Regions from separate parts of the Mus musculus genome. Here region 1 is linked to region 2. Evidence: chromatin contacts called from public Hi-C data. All regions are on one chromosome and are shown on one strand. Each heading gives the region's core, a stretch centred on a gene start, on an enhancer-like site or on the middle of the called end of the contact. The rest is flanking DNA. Distances are from core to core; before and after follow the strand shown.

Region 1 (4,761 bases), core at 1,688-4,187, 250 kb after region 2:
GTGGGTAAGAGCACCCGACTGCTCTTCCGAAGGTCCAGAGTTCAAATCCCAGCAACCACATGGTGGCTCATAACCATCTGTAACAAGATCTGACGCCCTCTTCTGGAGTGTCTGAGGACAGCTACAGTGTACTTACATATAATAAATAAATAAATCTTAAAAAAAAAAAAAAAAAAAAACCCTTCAGGTTGTGTTCAAGGATGTAAAACTCGCCTCTTCCTAGTCCTGGCCAATATTAGAAATAACAAGTGGCAAAGGCGAGGAGAGAGTGGAACCCTTGTGTAGTGTAGATGGGAGCACAGAATGGTGCAGCTGCTATGGAAATCAGTGCAATGATTACTTAAAAAAATTAAAAATAGATTTACCATATGATCTAGAAATATCATTTCTGGGTATATATCAAAATAACTGAAGGCAAGGGAGTGGAAAGATTGCTTAGGAGTTAAGAGCACTAATGCTCTTAGAGAGGACCTGAGTTTAGTTCTCAGAACCCCTATGTAACTTTCTCTTCTGACTTCTTCAGACACCTGACTGCACATGATGTACATACACTGGCGGATGCACGCACGCACGCACACACAATGATGTATATACACTGGCAAGCACACACTGAGGTACATACACTGGCACATATACATATACACATACACTGATGTACATACACTGGCACACATACATACACACAAAAACTAATAAATAATAAATCTTTTAAAAATTGAAAGCAAGACCTCAAAACCAGCCTACAGTTCCATCAACAGATAAACCAGGAAAAAACCATGAAGCCCAGCATTATGGAACATGCCTATAGCCTCAACAGTCCAGAGGTTAAGGCAGGAGGCCTGGCATATGTTGTGGGTTACCCTGGTACTGTTTGTATTTTGATGTTAATTCTGCTTTCTCAAGAGAGGCTGCCACTAACAAGGAGTATATCACGTATAGTGATAGATCTGCCCAAACTAGGCATATAACTTATGCAATGGTTTGTATATGGTTGGCCCAGGGAGTGGCACTATTAGAAGGCATGTACCTGTTGGAGTAGGTGTGGCCTTGTTAGAGTAGGTGTGTCACTGTGGGTGTGGACTTTAAGACCCTCACCCTAGCTGCCTGAAAGTCAGTCTTCCACTCTCAGCCTTCAGATGAAGATGTAGAACTCTCAGTTCCTCCGGCATCATGCCTGCCTGGAGGCTTCCATATTCCTGCTTTGATGATACTGAACTGACCCTGTAAGCCAGCCCCAATTAAATGTTGTCTTTTATAAGACTTGCCTTGGTCATGGTATCTGTTCTCAGCAGTAAAACCCTAACTAAGACACTTGTAATAATTCAGTTGTGTGTGTTTTCATATGGGTTTATTGGGGTAAGAAATTACCACAACAGGCACAAGTTCAAATACAGCCTAGGAAACAGTGTCAGACCCTGTCTCAAACAAAAGAAGTGCTAAGTATACATTCTGTGAAAAGGAACAAGGCCCAGTAAGATGGCTCAGCAGGGAAACATCTTCCACTCAAGCCTGACTAGGGAGTTCAGTCCTTAGGACCCACAGCGTAGAAGGAGAGAACTAACACCCCCAAGTTCTTCCCTGACTTTCCCAAGAACACTGTGGTATGTGACATGTATAAACATACTCATTTACTCTCACACACACACACACACAACACACACACACACACACACACACACACACAATTTTTAAAAGAATGAAATTATGACACTTGCAGAAAAGTGGATAGAACTTGGATATCATTATACTAGGAAAAACGCTCTGTGTTTTCCTTTCACATGTCAAATTACATTTAAATAGTGAGTTCCAGAGCAGTCAGAGCTATATAGTAAGAACCTGTCTCAAAAAAAAAAAAAAGAAAAAAAGAAAGAGAGGAAGAAAGAAAGAAAGGAAGGAAGGAAGGAAGGAAGGAAGGAAGGAAGGAAGAAAGAAAGAAAGAAAGAAAGAAAGAAAGAGAGAAAGAAAGAAAAGAAAAGAGAAAAGGAAAGAAAAGAAGGAAAAACAAACAAAAATATTTCAAAAACTTTTAAGTTAACCATCATGGATAGTAACTATATAATTAACATTGGGCTGTACATTTTAAATTTGTTAGGAAAAGTGATTAAATATTACATGTATTTTAATCACAAAGTATAAACAACTAGGTGGAAGGGGCTCACCAGCTCCCATCCTGCCCTGTGGATCTCTAGACAGTTAATGATTGCTGGGGAGGAGAGATGGGCTCTTCAGTGGTGCAGCCACTGGTGAAGTGTTCGGGTCTTATAAGTAACCCCTCACCCACACTTCTGTGAGAAACCCTACTGACACTCATTAGGTCACACACCCTCCACAAAAGACAGGAGGGAAGAAGGGAACTAGAGAGAGAGAGAAAAAACGAGAGAGGGCAGTGGGAGGCACACTTGATAAAAAACACATTGTACACCTGTATGAAAACACCCCGAGACTTACTCTACATAATTAATACATGCTAATATAAAACAAAATGAAGAGCAATGAAGAGAAGAGAATAAAGAAAAATATTATTCTGTTCCTTCTAATTTGTTAATATAATAAAAACTAATATATACAAACACAATTTTTAAATCCTTTCAAAAGTCTAGTTTGTTTTTTGTTACCTCTCTGTATCTTCCAGATCCTGAATTTCTCTGCTGGAAAGAAAACTGCTGTCTTTACTACTGTTGGTTTCTTGTTCTTCCAAATGCTTCTTATCTAAAGCAATGGAGAGAGCTAACTTTATTAAAGTGAAAAACGCTTAAGAGCATCCTTTGAAAGGAATTGTAAAAATCAAGGCCATCAGGTCTTTCTGTGATGCAGCAGCCCCACGTTCCCAGGAGAGCAGAGGGCCAGGTGGCAGTCCACAGGACACCAGCGTTCACAGCAGCTGCTTCTGGGGTCTTGGGAGATCTCTGGTGCCAGGTGAAGCTACAGGAAACCTAGCCAGTGCCAAGTTCAGAGAACTAGACAAAGCAAAGCAAGGAAGGCACACAAAAGAGGCAAACAACTCTAAAAATAGACCACACAACTGTACTGGAGGACACTCTTCCCTTCTTTGCTGCCTAGACAAAGGTAGAACTTCACAGAAGGAATCTGTATGGTATGAGGCTGATTCCTTTAATGTATGCAAAGCATTTTATAAATACTGTCTCCTTGCATCTGGCCAGCAGACCTATGAAAGGCAGAGGACTAACACTTGCTAATTATTTTAGTGTACCAGGCACTGTGCATAGAGCTATTATGTATCATACTATTGTTCCCATTTCACAGATAAGGATAGATGAAGTTCAGAAATGAAATAGTTTGTCACAGGACATTAACTGGTGGAATCGAATTAAAATGGAGTTTTACCCAACCTAAGCCACACTTTCCCACATATACCACTATGCTGCTAAGAGATGCACTACATAAAGACCTAAGTCTGAGCTTACCCTTGTTAGTGACACTCAGATCACGTGCCGTGTTCTCATGTGACGCCAGGGATGAGACCTGCTGCTGCTTCAGTTGCTCTGTCACAGTACAAAAGCAGAGGGCGACTTACCCTCCCTTTCCAGACCACACCGTTTTCTAGGACAGTGGCTCTCAGAGGCCAGGCTTCAGACAAGCACTACTGGTCAGACTCAAACCTCGTAAACCTGAAACCATGGCAGTTTAACTCCGCCCTCTTACATGACTCTGACTCCTGAAAAACTTCAAAGTCACTACTTTAGTACACTCTGAGTTCAAAAGGAATTCTTCAAGTAAGAAAGCCCCAAAAAACATTTGACAAAGAGTTTTTAAACGATTGATAGTAGATGTGGTAGCACATGCCTACTATTTCAGTACTCAGGAGGCACAAGCAGAAAAACTTCAAGTTTGATGCCAATCTGAATTATATAGCAAGTTCTAGGCTAGCCAGGACGTAGAGTGAGATCCTGTCTCAAAACAAAACAAAACATTAGGAGATATGTGGTGCGTATCTCAGGAGGTGGGAGGTGGAAGCAGAAACTTATAAAGGTCAGCCTTGGCTATATACATGGAGTTCAAGGCTAGACTCTATTACATGAAACTTTGTCTCAAAAAAACAATAACAGCAAACAAACAAACAAAGGGCTAGCGAGATGTTTTGATGGGTTAAGGCAACAAACAACTCCTTCCAACTGTCCTGATCTCCACACAAGCTCTATGGAATGTGCATTTATGTACACACACACACACACACACACACACACACACACACACACAGTGTAAAAATGCAAACAAGAAAACAGGCTGAGTGTGACAGTGTGCACCTTTACTACAAGCACTTAGAAGGCAAAAGCAGGCACACTGTTGTGAGTTTCAGGCCAGCCAGAATTACACATGTAGACCCTGTCTTAAAAACAAAACACCAAGGACGAAGATGCTGCTGCTGCTGCTGCTGCTGCTGCTAGGTAACACAGAGGCCTAGGTGGCAGGTATTAAATATTTATGTACATCAGTTTAGGAGTCATGTTCACAATCCTAACCACAGCCCTATGACACTGACTATGTATGTATGTATGTATGTATGTATGTATGTATGTATGTATGTATGTATTTGGTTTTTTGAGACAGGGTTTCTCTGTGTAGCCCTGGCTGTCCTGGAACTCACTCTGTAGACCAGGCTGGCCTCAAACTCAGAAATCGCCTGCCTCTGCCTCCCGAGTGCTGGGATTAAAGGCGTGCGCCACCACTGCCAGGCTATATCGGTTTTATTTCTGGTTTTCAGATGAGGAACAACAACACTGAGACCAGAGCTGAGGAGGG
Region 2 (4,855 bases), core at 713-3,212:
TATGCTAGGCAACCTGGGGCTGAGTAGCCCAGTGAGGGTGAGGAGGGGGGTGGGCCAGCTCAGAGGCCCCGAGACTCCTTAGACCAGTGGTTCTCAAGTTTGCTAATGCTGAGAGACCCCTTAAGCCAGTTTCTCATGGGGTGAACAGAACTATAAAATTACTTGCTACTTCATAACTGTAATTTTGCTACTGAGATGAATCATAATGTTAAGACCTGTGTTTTCCTATGGTCTTAGGTGGACCCATGTGAGAGGGTCACTTGACGTACCCGAAGGGGTAGCGACCCACAGGTTAAGAACCACTGCCTTGAATGGAGGCTTGGAGACAGAAGTTGCTTGGGGTGGAGGTGGTAGCACAAAAGGAGTTAGAGTACCTGTAACATTGAAAGGCCTTGGCCACAGGGGCTGCAGCTTCCTCTTCAGCAGGTCTAGGGCCACATGTAGATAATCAGCGGCCCTCACAGCTGTTCTGGTGCCCGCCACCGGCTGCTTGAAGTAAAACAGGAGCTCCGTGGGGCTGGCAGAGCCGCTTTGGAGGCTCCGCTTGATGCTGTTTAGACAAGGGAGGGCCAGAGAAGGGGGATAGAGACACTCAGCAAAGGCCAGCCTGCGGTGAGCAGGCAGAAAGAACTCTGGAGAGAACCACGGAGGAGCAGTGCATTTCTTTTGTCAAAAGGACATGGACCTGGATGTCCAGACAGAAAGCAAGGCCACTGAAGATGTTCTGACAGCCAGAAACTCAAGTAGAGGCAGACCAGGTACGATTTCACCTGTAGGCCCTCATCCTTTCTACAACCCCCCTCCCCCCACTGTGTGCCCTTTCTCCAGAAGACTTGAAGCAGTTTTGCCCAGGGCCACACAGGGCCTGGCACCCTCACCTTTCTCTCCGCTCCTTGTAGGCTCTGTCCACTAGCTGCTTGGCCTCTTCCATACAGCTCAGCACAACTGAATTCTCCACTTCCCCCAGGAGAGCTGCCCAGAGCATAAATCATAAGGTCAGGGCTGGCCCCAAAGCCCTACATCAGGCCCCAAAGCAAAGGAAGCCTATCCAGGGGAAGGGGAGATGCTGGGCTGAGAATCCCCACCCCCTACCCCCAATCCCTTAGTCCACCCTCCTTTTGGCACTATCACCTGGGGTGGCACCATTGGAGGTCTGAAGCATGGCCAGAGGGGCCAGGAGGCCTGCCAAGGCCAAGAGTAGCTTCATCTCTGCAAGACAAAAAACAAGGGGGCTGGGGAGATTGCTCAGTGGTTAAGAGCGCCGACTGCTCTTCCAAAGGTCCCGAGTTCAAATCCCAGCAACCACATGGTGGCTCACAACCATCCGTAACAAAATCTGATGCTCTCTTCTGGAGTATCTAAGGACAGCTGCAGTGTACTTACATATAATAAATAAATAAACCTTTAAAAAAACAAAACAAAACAAAACAAAACAAAACAAAACAAAACAAAACAAAACAAAACAAGACAAAAAACAAAAACCTCAGCTCAGGAAGTATCCAGAGCTTTTGAAAAAAGAGAGGTTTTACAATTCTCCTCCTCCCAAGCCCCCTCCTCTCCCCTTTATACACAGCCCTACCCTAGTGGGCCTGGTCTATGAAGAGGTGTACAACCCAAGACCCCCTCCAGCTATAGTCCCCAGTCCCCAAGAGCTCAACTTCACCACTTACCTGACACTGTCAACTCCTCTCACTGACAACGGGTTTTTATGCCTGGGGTGTAAAAGCTGGGGGCGGGCTGACCTAAAAAGAGATGGACCTATCCCAAGACTAGACTCTCCTCCCCCACTGGGGTTAGGGGTGCACAGAAAGGGGTCTATGAAGAAGGAGGGGTGGACAAAGGAATGGATCAGAGCTTCTCCCGGAGAGCACAAACAACCAGCCCCTCAAAGTGTTGGTTAAACTGAGTGTCCCAAATCCTTTGAAAGAACCAAAATTCAGGGAGCTAAAGCTGAGAAGTTATGGGGAGTAGCGTAGCCCCATGGAGAGAGGGGAGGGTCACAGGGAAGATGTAGCAATGCTTGACCCCCTTGAGGGCCTCAAAGTCACCCCCACTCCAACCTTAGTGAGGACCCCCCCCCAGCTCTCAGTGGGGCTGAGGAGACAGGAAATCTGGCTGAAGACAGTTAGGCTTCTCAGGAAGAAGGGTCCTGGGGGCTCCAGGCTCGGGACAAAGGCAACTTCCTCTCTCTCTCCACAGCCCCTTCCTCTTATCTTCAGGCAGAGAAGGACCCAGAGCTGATTTCGGAGCAGGCAGAGCTGGTTGTGGTTAATGGTCAGTTGGTGAAGCAGCCCAGGGCTTGTCTGTTAGGAAGGTTCAGGTTAAAGATGGTTATGAAATAGAAAAGGAGGCATTCTCCCCCAAGGAAGGCAAACCACTCTCAATCAGGAACAGTCCGGTGCCTGCCTACCTCCGGAGACCCTGGGGCAGGACTACTTTGGTCATCTCCTATGGACCACACTTGTCTATGCTCAGATCCCATCTTGGCTAAGGAGCAAGGGACAAAGCCACACTCACACATCTTCCCACTGTGCCCTGGGTCCTATCACCTGGGAAACAGATCCCAGACTCAGGAGAAAGAAATCATGTATTCTTCCGGTCTTGCTTTTTGTGAACTCCCCGACAAGTAGCTTTTTGAGAGTTGGATTCTAGAATGTTAAAGCTTTCGAGAATACTTTTTGAGTCTACAGGTTAACATATTTTCATTAATTAGAACCCGCAGGACAAGAATAAGCAAGAGATAAAAATAAATTGAGCCTCAAGTGCTGGCCCAGCCTTAGCTGAATAGCTAACTTGAAGCCACCCTGACTTACATGAGACCTTGTCTCAAAATAAAACAAATTAAATAGAAACTACTTATAACCAATTGCTACTGTAGGTGATTCTTTTTCAAGATTTGTCATTTTGTTTCACACAAATCAGCAGCAAGAAAGAATAAAATTTCCCATAATCCCAGTACTCACTAATACTTTAATGATTGACTATCTTTTGTATAGAAATAATATTTGTTTTAAGACTATTAAGGATAATTTTAGCAGGGCAGTGGTGGCACGTGCCTTTAATCTCAGCACTTGGGAGGCAGAGGCAGGGAGATCTCTGTAAGTTGGAGGCCAGCCTGGTCTACAGAGTGAGTTTAGGACAGCCAGGGCTACACAGAGAAACCCTGTCTCGGGAGAGAGAGGGAAGAAGGGAGGAAGAGAGGAAGGGAGGGAGGGATATATATATATATGCCAAGATCTTATAACATTGCCCAGGCTGATCATGAACTTGAGCTCCTTTTGAACTTGTATCAGCCTCTGGATTACCAGGATCTTGAACAAATGCTGCCACCTCACCCGGCACAACCTCTTACAGGACTCAACAGTTTAGTCCACACACCTCCTTGTCAATGCATTTGCATTTGTTTCATTTTTAAAGTTGGTTTCATTGTATGTATTTAGTCCTCCGCTGGAGTGTCTGCACCTGCACAGAGTTGTCAGAGGCCAGACTGCAGGAGTCAGCTCTCTTTTTGGTGCAGGTGACTTTGGCCACTGAATCAGCTCTCTGACATCTTTTGTTTCAGTCCATTTTGTTTGTTTGTTTTGAGACAGAGTATTTCTATAGAGTCCTAGTTGTTTTGGAATTCACTATGTAAACCAGGCTAGCCTCCAGCTTATAGAGATCTATCTGCCTCTTCCTCCCTAGTGCTGGGATGTAAAGGTTTGCACCACCATGGCAGACACCATTGGCTTTATTTTGACGCTTGCAGATTTTGTATGAACAATGTATGTGCTTTATAAACCTTGGGTTGTTTCCAGTTTTCACTGCTATGGACGATATTTGGAGAAACATCTTTGGAGTTAAATCTCTAGTCACATCTTTGGTTGTGTCCTTAGGCAAGAAGTCTCAGTCAGGGGGGCAGTTCTGCTTGCTTCTAATCCCAGCACTGGGTATATAAGGCAAGTGATGCTGATCTTGAAGCCAGCCTATTTGAGACAGAACAAGACTCAGTCTCAATTTTTTTTCAAGATATCTTAGCAGTAAAAATTGGGCTTGCACAATTTTAGGGCTTCAGAATGTATTGCCGAATGCCCCTCATGAGGTCTACATGCCTTCTTTCCAGCAGCGAAGCATGACAGCACTTGCTCCCAACTCCCTTCCTCAGGCCTTTTGAAGTGATTGGAAGGAAGAAACATTTAATGGCTTAAAAAACAAAACAAAAACAAAAACAAAAACCAGAGATAGTAAAAAGAAAGTCCAACAAGGAAATGCTGTTGCCAAGGATACCGTGTGGCACAGTTCAGAATAATCTGTCAGGCTCCCTGAACTCCAAGCCAAGCAGATCTCTGCAGCTGACTTTTGTCGGTGACTTAATTTATGGATATTTATTAAGTCCTTGCATATGCTGTGCTTTGGGCAACAGCGGACAGGGAATCACTTGCTGGAGCCAAGTATGGACCCTATCTTTAAGGCGCTCCCAAGGAGGAAGCCAGAAGGTAGACAATGCTGACAATGCTGTTATACACCTGCACAAAGTGTCACACCTACACACCTGGCTCACCCCACAGATTGTCACAGCACTTGGGTCAACTGGGACTCAGGGAGACAAAAAAAAAAAAAAAAGACTTCCTTGAACAATCTATGTTTTAGATGTGCTGTTGAATGATGTTTGGAATGATCAAAGAAACACAAATTGGGGAAAGACATTCCCCAAACACCAGATACCATTCAGATTGTCTCAGTGCTGGGGCAGAGTGGCACGTGGTTAGGTCGAAGAGACACATGGGGCACAACCCTCTTTTGAATGTGTGTCCTTAAGGGCCCAGGGAGCAAGAGAATGTAAATCACCCAAGCAACACAAGGCAAGACAGAGATT

Evidence for each region. A called contact is a pair of places that touch in the nucleus more often than the background predicts.
Region 1: a Hi-C map of the P5424 cell line shows a contact between it and region 2, with 1.7 times the contacts expected there. The contact joins the enhancer-like site here to the promoter of Mpo in region 2. A contact is called at or near these places in 10 of 39 promoter capture datasets (the C10 cell line, the HPC-7 cell line, embryonic stem cells and 5 more), 3 of 484 Hi-C or Micro-C datasets (B cells, the P5424 cell line and liver) and 3 of 9 other capture datasets (adipose tissue, liver and pancreatic islet).

What each region holds. Positions count from the first base shown.
Region 1 is chr11:87,541,232-87,545,992 of GRCm38.p6, reverse strand. Tex14 (testis expressed gene 14) reads right to left here. Exons shown (of 31, transcript NM_031386.2): 26 at 3,426-3,503; 27 at 2,616-2,709. Among named protein-coding and RNA genes, the nearest start is that of Gm34000, 23 kb to the left of the region's middle. Within about 2 kb of position 2,937, at least 18 of the 459 cell types and tissues checked have an H3K27ac peak or open chromatin away from gene starts, as enhancers often do. A contact at or near this core is called in the P5424 cell line, where this site is marked.
Region 2 is chr11:87,790,891-87,795,745 of GRCm38.p6, reverse strand. Mpo (myeloperoxidase) reads right to left here and starts at 1,962. Exons shown (of 14, transcript NM_010824.2): 1 at 1,671-1,962; 2 at 1,132-1,209; 3 at 879-972; 4 at 375-550. The coding sequence starts at 1,207. Gm34064 (a long non-coding RNA gene) reads left to right here and starts at 528. Exons shown (of 3, transcript XR_388944.3): 1 at 528-758. RefSeq lists promoters at 1,199-1,651, 1,666-1,867, 1,839-1,980, 2,148-2,269, 1,979-3,261, cis regulatory regions at 2,118-2,151, 2,220-2,294 and an enhancer at 2,257-2,280.